2 separate regions of the Oryctolagus cuniculus genome follow, and region 2 is linked to region 1. Evidence: chromatin contacts called from public Hi-C data. All regions are on one chromosome and are shown on one strand. Each heading gives the region's core, a stretch centred on a gene start, on an enhancer-like site or on the middle of the called end of the contact. The rest is flanking DNA. Distances are from core to core; before and after follow the strand shown.

Region 1 (5,185 bases), core at 2,340-4,839:
GCAGGTCAAGGCCAGTTACTGGGTTGCTAAATTCATCGATAAGAGGCTACGTTCTCCACTCGCCCCCAGCTCTGCCACTCTGGAAAGAGCCCACTAGCCAGCCTTGGACTGCCAAAGACTGTGGGCTCTAACTCGGTCTTAGGGGGTGCCTGGTGAAATGCACAGTCTTGGGGTGCCATTTGTGTCTGCACCCCATCAGGTTTCCATTGTACATGCACAATTCTGTAATTCTGACCCTCGTTGTTGTCCCAGAAGACCTGCCCGTTGGCATGGTAGGAAATGCAGAACTCAATTTTCTCCTCCGTTGGAATGACAGCGGGTAAGTCAAGGGCAAACGAGAAGGTGTCACTCTCCGAGCCGCCATACACATTCTTCATGTAGACGCAGTCCACGTCGGTGTAGCTTTTCCAAGTATCAAACGTGATTCGGATTTGAACCTTCTTCTCAAAGCTCATGTTTTTCACCTTCACAGTCCCAGTCACTGTTCGCTCTTGCAGAGAGCAGTTCTCCAGGCAGACAAAGTTCTTCTGGAAGTGGTTCCGGAAGCTTAAGTAGTCAGTTGAAGGCTGTGGGAAATCTAAAATCAGATTTTTCTCCTCGTGGAGTTTTAAGCCAGAGGAGATGTCGTTCAAGTCCAAGAGGTCAAACTGGAGATCCCACGCTGGTTCCTCTGGGAGGTCAGAGAAGACGTGGATGGCAGTGAGCGAGAGGCCCTTGGAATCGGCGAACACAACCCGCTTCTTGGCTTGGTTGTGTGAGCGCTTCCAGCCGTTCTGCGATTTGGCTTCCTGCTTTATGTTGAGACACGGTTTCAGAGGCTTCAGTTTATTCACAAAATGTCTTCGTTGAAAGTCATTGTAAGGACCCAGAAAACTCTTCAGAGGGGGCGAATGGGCCAAGCAAAGGCTCATGGCCACATCCACTGGCATGACGGAGCTTGTCAAAGGACGTGGATCTAAGACCTGGATCATTCTGGAATGTAAAAGGGAGAGGGGTCATCACCTGCACTGGGTCCTTACTTCATAAGTACTATTTTTGTGCAGACTGAATTCCAGCCATGTAGTAAGGATCAGGCAGGTGCTGTTCTATGGAGCAGGAGGCGGCAGTGTTAGGTGAGCCCACCTGCATCCTATGTCCACCTTCACTGTCGGCTGACTGCAGGGCTGCGGGTTAACTGCTTAACTTTTTAGGGGTGGGAGGGGTCTCTGTTTCTCCTTCTGCAAAACAGAAGTGTTGGAAACGTAATGATCTCTACACAACTTTAAGAACCAGGGCTCTGAGATGGTTCTCAACCCTGGCTAGTCACTGTGACCTTGAGAATCGGTTGGTTTTCTTTCTTCTTAATTTGAATACTTAGAACCCCTGTGGATGGAGCAAAGGAAGCAGGGATGCTCAGAAAGCCTTCCAGGTGGGTCTAACAATGAGAGAGGTTTGGAAGCCTCAGATCCAGTCCCTCCGCTGCCTTTGCTTATTTTGCTGCTCAATGATTTATGCTGCTTTGGAAAGGTAAGCCACTTGGAAAGAAAAAAGATTCATTAATAAAATTTGTATGCAGTGGTTTTGAGAGTGACAAGGCTAGGGAGAATGGAAGGCAGAAAGTTACCTTTGCACTTTGTCATGTTATTCCTCATGTTTCAGAAGTAACTGACTGAAACAAGTCAGCAGTTCAGGCACTTAAAGAAAAAATTTGCATAACCTGTATTTCCTATGGAAACATGCCCACGGCAAGTCCGCATTTAAGTGGGAAAACTAATGACCTGAAAATTGGGCTTTTTAAAAACTATATATTGTATTTGAACTTATAAATATTTTAAAACTTTATAGAAAACAAACTAAAAAGTTAGTAATTATCTCTAGGTGATAGGATTTCACAATTATTTTTGTCTTTGTACTTTTTTGGATATTTTCTAATGTTTTGGTGATGGACATTTATAAGCGGAAAGACATTAAAGCTATGAAAAATTTTTAACATAACTATGCTCAGCAATAAACCAAGAAGAATCCTTCAAGAAGGCTTTTCTGGTCTTTGGTTCACATTACATTTGGCCAAGGGCATGGGATTGAGAGTTCCCCCGTATTTCAGCCTTATGGATTCAGAGCTATGTGTATCCTGTGCACAATATTTCCAAGTCTGCCTTCATTGCTCATTAGAGCAACTCCAAGCACCAAGCAAGCGCTCATTCTCACAAAATGAATAATAAGGAGCACTCGCAGAACTCACTTTATCAGCGCTGGGATTTTTCTGGGTGACCTGCAGACTTAAACAAATGAAAGCTAAAGCTATCACTCTGGGTCTAATAATAATGAACAGGCTAGATTTTTAGAGAAGGCTTCTGCTAAGTTATGTCTGGGCAAGCTATTAAAAGTAGTTTATGGGAGCCTGGGTTTGTTTGTTGTCTTTTGCATTTATGGAAAGACAGTTTTAGTACTGGGCTATTTCCTTGGAATTTTCAGTCCTGGCCAAGAGTTAAAAATAATAGTTTGCTCCAACTCTGAGACCGAGTTTGCTATGGCGAACCGTGATAAGATTGTGAAAGCGTCCAGTAGTTTTGCACCAAACTAAACTATCTAACCAACAAGATGAGAGGTCTGTTCCCCCAAGCCCGGCTGCCCGCGTCCGAGGAACAGACTTGCAGGACCAAAAGAGAAGTCTTATCAGTGAGGCAGATGGAACTATAGCTGACTCAGGTTTAAACAGTTTCTGGTTAAGGATGCTGATTGCCAACATACGTTCTGCTTAAGACACACACTGCAAATTTCCGTACCTCCCAGGCCCCCTGAGTGCCGGATTCAATCTAGCAATCTGTCAACTTGCCCTCCTCTGGGGTCTCTATCTGCAGAAACGACAGAACGAAAACGCCCCCACCCCATTCCAGTCTGCATGCATCTGCACGTTTCGCCTGACTCGGGGGTTGCAGAGTCGCAGCCAACATACCTGGTGCAGCTCATGAGGCAGAGAGGCGGGGCTGACCGCGAAAGCCTGCACCCCGCTGCCTGCGCACTTTCGCCCTGCAGCTCCCAGCAGTGCCCCCTCGCAGGTCGCTCCCGCAGATTGCGGGTCAGGCGCCAGAGAGACAGCTTATCTGCTCGGAACCACGTGAACGGATCCCTTGGACCAATCGCCGGGCCGCGGGCCCGCTGGCGTGACCAACCAGCGCCCAGCTGCAGCTCGAGCCCTCTCCCCAAGGACGCGATAGCTGCGGGGCTGAATGTGCCCAGCGCCAGCTGGGAGCCCCGGGATTTGGGGACTCCTAGGCCAGCTGGACTGAGCGGCGTAACGCGAACCCTGGGCGAGGGGGTGTGCAGGCAAGTCATGCAAGGAGCCGGGAGGCGGCGCCCAGCTCACCAGCCAGCGCCTCGGGAATCCGTCTGCGGGTGTGTGCACGGCTGAATCTGAGCACAGCAAGTTGTGGCTGGCTCCCGACGTCTTCAACGTTTGCATTGTTCGTTGCTTGGTGTGCTAGCGCACCTTAGCCTCCGCGGGGAGAAGTTTGGCTGAGTGTGTGTGTGTGTGTGTGTGTTTCGCTTAGGGTGAATCCACGAATGCATCATAGTGGGTGCCAGGAACCACCCTCTCAACACGCAGATCCTATAAAACGATAAGACAGCATTTAATTAAAAGGCAATTTGTAAGTTGATCTATTCTTCAGTTTTCTCCCTGGGAGAAAAAACTATAGACAGAAATGAAATGGCCTTTTTCACTCACATGGCCAGCCAAAGCCAGTGGTGAACCCAACTCCCTGGACTGGGTTCTGACGTCCTTTAGCAGTGCTAAAATGTCACGCGAACATTCACGGCCCTCCCAGCACCAGTGCCTTTCTCTGGGCTTTCCTTATTTTGTGCTGGTTGGGGGCGGTTTTTGACCATTCGTCCCAACCTTGAAATTAAGTTTCTAAGTATAAACTGTCTTTATAAAACTTGTATCTAAGTTCTGCTCTACTTAAATATCCAGCAGTCAAAATGTACAAAAAAGATCACGCTGTCTTTTAAAGAACAGTCAGCAGTGGAACGGTTAAAGTGGAGTTACTAAAATGTGGAAGAAGAAATTGGGAAAGATGCTTCAGGTTTGGGCTTCATTTTTTAAATGTAACAACCAGTGAGGGGCAGGGATTCGAGCCTTTTAGCTCAGTCAAAACCAGCTGACAGGGCCCGGGCTTTGGGTGTGGCATTTCCTAGCTCCGTGGATCTGGTCACCGTGGTCTCGGTTTCCTCCGGTGGGAGACAGGGGCAGCAGAATGGTTCTGGACTGTGGGCCAGACCCTGCTCTGTCTACAGATGTCTCACAACAACCCCAGGTAGTGTGTCTCACTCCACTTTAGAGAAAAGAAGACTGAGGCACTGAGGAGGCACGAGACCTACCCAGGACCTCACAGGTGGAGCTGGCTGATGCCAGAGCGAGCCCCACTGCACCAGAATCTCTTCCACTAATTACCCTGGCCGGAAAAACCGTGCAGGGGGAAGGTGCCATAGGTCACATGGGTGGTAACGTTGTTATCAACCTATTTCACAGAGGAGGAACCTAAAACCTAGAGACGCTAAGCTGTTTGCCAGGGGTTGGTTAGGCCGGAGCCCAAACTGGAAGCCTGGGTAGTCCTTTCCTCTGCCCAAAATCATATCTTGAGCTAAAAGGTGAATGTTACCAGCTAATGTTATGGGGAAATGTAAAATTGTAAGAATTTTTTGTGATCTCATTTTGGGAGAGAGATGTGCATGCAGAGTAAATAAAATATGCTTCACTAAAATGTTATCCGTACTTTTATTGAGGTGGTGAACTTATGAGTAACTAAAAATGTCTTTGATGTTTAGCTTCTCTGTATTTTTAAAAATTCCTACAGTGAACATGGATGACTTCTCTAAGAAGTAATTTTTAAATGATTTTAAAATGTGCAACAAGTATAGTTCAACATGTATAGCCCTCCTGCCAGGCACAAGGACTGTGCTGGAAGCTCTCACATACCTCAGCCATTATTCACAACATCCTTTTGTACTTGTTTCCTTTCACTCCACTTTCTCTCCTGCCCCCTGGTGTTGATTAACGCCACAAAAGTCACTCTGTTTCAACTCCTTCAAACAGAAGATTGAGAGAAACAGCGCTCTCTGAAGAGGAGTCAGCTTCAATAAACCTGCGTGGTCAAAGACCCAGGTTGTCCACTTATGCCTCCTTCCTGGCTTTCATAGTATAAGA
Region 2 (4,783 bases), core at 1,118-3,617, 43 kb before region 1:
CTGAGCGGGGACCATGCTGGACCTGCCACGCACTTCTCTGTAGTTAAGTCCTCAGATTACGCTCCAAGGAAGCCAGCCAGCCAGCCACTGCTCCACACCAGTCCTCATGAGACCCCTTATTCTTCCTTCAGACTCTGGAGGGGAAAATGTCTCCCCCAGTGTGAATAGCAGTGGCCCAGTAATGGTGTTTCCCTAGCTAGCTGACATCCACCAGGGTGACATCATCGTGTATGACCATTCCTTACCAACCTAATTTCTTTCCAGGGTGCTTATAAGTACATCTGTGTGTTTTCCATTTCTAGCACAAATGAGCAAACTGTCCTTTCACTTATTAGGGTGTACATCCGATATTTTTAGTCCTGTAATTCTTCAGAGACACAAAATAGTCCTCCTTCAAAATAGGAAAGCAGATCATTACCATATGTTGGTTCCAGAGACCCATCGGAATTGAGGAAGAAGCCAGTGGAAAAAGAGCTCATGGAAGTGGGCTCTGCTCCAAGCAAATTGACATTACGCACCTCAACCCTTAGAAATTAGTTTCCTCTTCTACAAATTAAACACATTGGACCGCATGGTCTTCCTTTGTGTTTAAACAAGTAACTACTGAGCTCCTGCTGTATAGATGCTCGGCACTTGGACACCTCAGTGAGCTGGAAAGTCAAGTCCTGCTTTGGTGAAGCTTAAATTGTAATCGTGGAGACAGAGACAACAAAGAAACAACTCCAGTCAGTTGACAGGACCATGGAAACAATGATGATGATGAGATGGGTAGTGCCTTAAATGGGACAGGAGAAGCCACTTCTGATGGGATGATCAGACGACCCTTAAGGAAGCAACAATTAGCCAAGAAGTGAATGAGGAAAAGGAGCCATCCCTTGGGGCATCTAGGAGAAGATGGTAGAAGGAATAGTTAAAAGAATACAATAATAGAAGAACTCGGGGCCAGCGCTGTGACGTAGTAGATAAAGCTGCCGCCTGCAGTGCTGGCATCCCATATGGGCACCAGTTTGAGTCCCAGCTGCTCCACTTCCCATCCAGCTCTCTGCTATGGCCTGGGAAGGCAGTAGAAGATGGCCCAAGTCCTTGGGCCCCTGCACCTGCACGGGAGACTCAGAAGAAGCACCTGGCTCCTGGCTTCAGATCAGTGCAGTTCCAGCTGTTGTGGCCAATTGGGGAGTGAACCAGTGGATAGAAGACCTCTCTCTCTGCCTCTCCTTCTCTCTCTGTGTAACTCTGCCTTTCAAATAAATTAATTAAATAAAAAAAAAAGAATAGAATTCTCATTGGGGAGGCAACCTGGGTTTCTAACATGGGAGCCCTTAGCCAGCTCACCTGAGGAACTGTTGTCACATATGCTGAGATAACCCGGATCCCCTCAGACCCTGGTAGGGGCATGACCCAACTGCTCCACAGACATGCATGAGCGCCTACTGCATGCAAGGCTCAGAACCTCTAATCACTGCTGGGAGCCAAGTGTCTGGAGGCAAAGAGAGGAATGCACACTGACCTTTCTGAGTGGCAATGACAATGATAAATGGATGGGGACTTGGACGCTTGCCCTTGACTATAAGTGGAAACAGGCAGGCTGAGAACTGGGGCTCATGTTCTGAAGCTTAAGTTTCACCCACTGTGCAGTTTCTAGAGTCATTTGCTCCCACAGAGAGGGGAAGGAATTTGGACCTAAGGACTACCCTACTGGACTTACAGACACTCAGCTGTCAGCCCAAATCTCAGAGATGGGACCACACAGGTAGCTTCCTAAAGCAGGCCAGCCTGGTGGGCACAGAGGTGATGTGACTGAGGCGACATGGACGGCTGTGCTGGGAGCAGAAACACTTGGGTCTCCAGCCATTGTAACAGAATCAAGGAGCACCTGCTGGGGGCCAGGCAGGTGCGGCCTGCTGGCCCAGAGCTGTACAACTCTCAACATGATCTCTTGGGGAAAACAGCACCGTTATGGCCCCTAGAGAACAACCTGCAAGAGGTTTTGCAACTTACCCAAGGTCACTCCGCAGCAGAGGGGGGATTCCAACTAATCTCAAGGTGCAGGTTCCATTCTTGTAACACATCTGTTACATGGGCATAGTAACCATATGTGTTCTACCCTCCTTGTACAGTTGCTGGAAGACTCAGATGAGGTGAGGGGGTGGGGTGTAAACATTACCCATCTATTCCAGGGTCTGATGGTCCCAGGATAGATCCTAGAAGCACAGCTGTCCTCACCATTTCCTGTCCCCTCCCCCACAACCAAGCACCTACTTCCGACCCTGCCACTACTGCAGTCACTCCGGGAGCTGCAGCCCACGTGGGCCCTGGTGGCCGTGACGCAGCCCCCACAGCTGCCTTTCCCTAGAACAGCAGCAGAACTGTCCCCAGCCTGGCTGAGAAGCCTTGGCACGCTGCCAGCAGGATGGGGCAGGGCGGCTGGAGGATCTGAGATGTTTGCCTTTCTGGGGAAGAAAGCCAAACTGCAGATCTCTGGAGTTCTATAAATTATGTATCCAGAGAAGATTTAGTTTAGAGAGAAAAGGGGGGGGGGGTGAAAAATCCCTTACTGTTTGCTTACTGAGCTGGGTTGGCAGTCAGAGCCAAACCCCACATATTTGGCCTCATTGGCTGTATTTGCAAAACAGGACTATATTCTAGGAGACAGCTGGGGAGGTCTCAACCCAGCCAGGGTTTCTCTGCTTTCCCTGGCCTGTTCCCCACCCGCTTGCTCCAGCCTGGGTCCGTGGCTTGGATTGTCAGGACCTGCTCCGGGGAAGGTGGCCTACCGGGGATCTCTTTCTGCACCGTAGTCCTCTCAACCCTGCCACCTTCATCTCCATGAAGCTCAGCTGGCAGGACAGTGGACCAGAGAACACCACCACCTCCAGGAAGCCTTCCTGGGCCCTGAGGCAGGGCCAGGTCTCTTTCCAGGGGCTTCCACAACACCTAGTCCGTTTCAAACTGCATCGTTCCCCTGGCCACCAGCTTGTCTCCCACAGCCTCCTTGAAGACAGACAACCCCATTGCTTTTGCTCTCTGCGGCCTCCTCAGTGTGGTTCTTCCATGAAGAAGTCACTGAACACCATCTCCGGCCTCCCACGTCCCACCATGGGGCTTTTTCCCTGTTCAGATCCAGAACTCCTTCCAGTGGAAGACAAGCATCCTGGTGTTAAGTGGTGCGGTTTCTGGAATGATCTTCCACTCTTCTCATCCTTCCACTATACTCTGCAATAAGAGGAGTGACCTGCTTGAATTTCTCACCATTCTCTTTATCACCTATGCCTTTGCACCCCCTGACTCCTCAGCACCCCATCCCTTCGCTTCCAATTCTTGGAGACTCAATTCCAAGCTCTTTCCATCCAGAAGTATCCCCTAACCCAAGCCACCCCACCCCATCCTCTCGCCCCCATTAGTTGCAAGACCCCTCATCTCAGGTCCCACAGAACCCTGCCACGATCATGCTGAGACTTGCTGACGTGGCTGTCCCCACCCCACCGGCAGATCCAGGCTACCTGGGTTCACCGCCCCAGTCACCCCAGCCTAGTCTGTAACACAGTGTCTGACACGCAGCAGCTGCTCAGGACGTGCCTGCTGAATCAATTCAGCAACCAACACATGCGGAGATAATAATAGCAAGTGATGTCACGTCACGGGGCAGAATGTGAATGAGGTCCCCGGCAGAGGGAGAGGCGCTTGCTGTGGGCTGCAGCGATTCAGGTAGAGGAGGAGAGGTGTAGAAAGAGAAGCCGACCTGAGAACAAGCACAAAGGGCAGAACTGGGCAGCAGTCTTGGGGGGCAGGGGAACAATGAAGGAAAGTCTGGGTTTAAAAATCATAAATCAGATCATAGCCCACACCTGCTTAAAATACTGATCCCTTCTCCCTGTATTTAGGAAGTAAACTAAACATCAGAGCCTGTGAGGCCCCAGGAATCTAACTCAGTTCTCAAATTCACAAGGGAAACTGAGTCCCAGAATGACATCCATATGATCAGTGTTCATATTTAACAACACTGTCTGGCCTGGCAGCTACTATGCCCCCGTCCCACATCAGTGTTAAGATGGGCTGGGTGCCTATGTGAGGCAGCCAGCTCGGCTCCCCGGGCAGCTCCCTGCTAAAGCCAACCTTGGGAGGCCAGGATGATGGCTCAAGCAATCGGGGTCCTGCCACCCATATTCGACACCTGGACTGAGTTTCTCACTCCAAGCTTTGCCTGTCCCACCCCCCCCGCCCCCAACCAGTTGTTGTAGGCATTCGGAGAGTGAACCAGTAGAGCTGCTTTTTTGTTTAAAAACACTTTTAGCAAATCATAGATGACATGGTGATTACAAAGGTATTTGCCTTTGGTGCGAATCCCTCGTGCAATTTGCCGCTTGTGAACCACGTCCTGTGAGCCGGCCTTTCTGTGACCCAGCTGAGATTTCTGCTTGCTCCATCACGGCCCATCGCAAAGCTGCCCCACTTAACGCTGTCCGTTCCTATTCCGGGTTTGTCTATCTTTAAATTGCTATGGGGCCTTCATAGTGCAGCTCTCCTGAGAACCAGAAAAAGAAGAGTCACTTGTTTTCTCCACCACTGGCCACTGGGCTGGGAGCGAGATGGTCGCGTTCCTGCCCTCACAGATCTGAGCAGAGACGGGGTGCACTCGGTATCGGGTGACGGCTTTTGAGTCTGGCACTGCCCTGACCACTTTACATACTTTACCTTTCACTCCCCTCCAAGTCATAAGGGATGGGTACTGTTACCTTCATCTCATCCATGAGAAGACAGCAGCCAGGAGACATCAAAGATTGCT

What was found. A called contact is a pair of places that touch in the nucleus more often than the background predicts.
Region 2: a Hi-C map of an unstated tissue shows a contact between it and region 1, with 1.9 times the contacts expected there. The contact joins the enhancer-like site here to the promoter of PPP1R3C in region 1. A contact is called at or near these places in 2 of 6 Hi-C or Micro-C datasets (psoas muscle and an unstated tissue).

The regions. Positions count from the first base shown.
Region 1 is chr15:38,806,552-38,811,736 of mOryCun1.1, reverse strand. It overlaps PPP1R3C (protein phosphatase 1 regulatory subunit 3C), which reads right to left and starts at 3,589. Exons shown (of 2, transcript XM_002718505.5): 1 at 2,936-3,589; 2 at 1-972. The coding sequence starts at 3,315. The coding sequence ends at 33.
Region 2 is chr15:38,848,950-38,853,732 of mOryCun1.1, reverse strand. The region is part of intron 1 of LOC103351369 (a long non-coding RNA gene); the gene reads right to left. Among named protein-coding and RNA genes, the nearest start is that of PPP1R3C, 43 kb to the right of the region's middle. Within about 2 kb of position 2,367, at least 4 of the 8 cell types and tissues checked have an H3K27ac peak or open chromatin away from gene starts, as enhancers often do.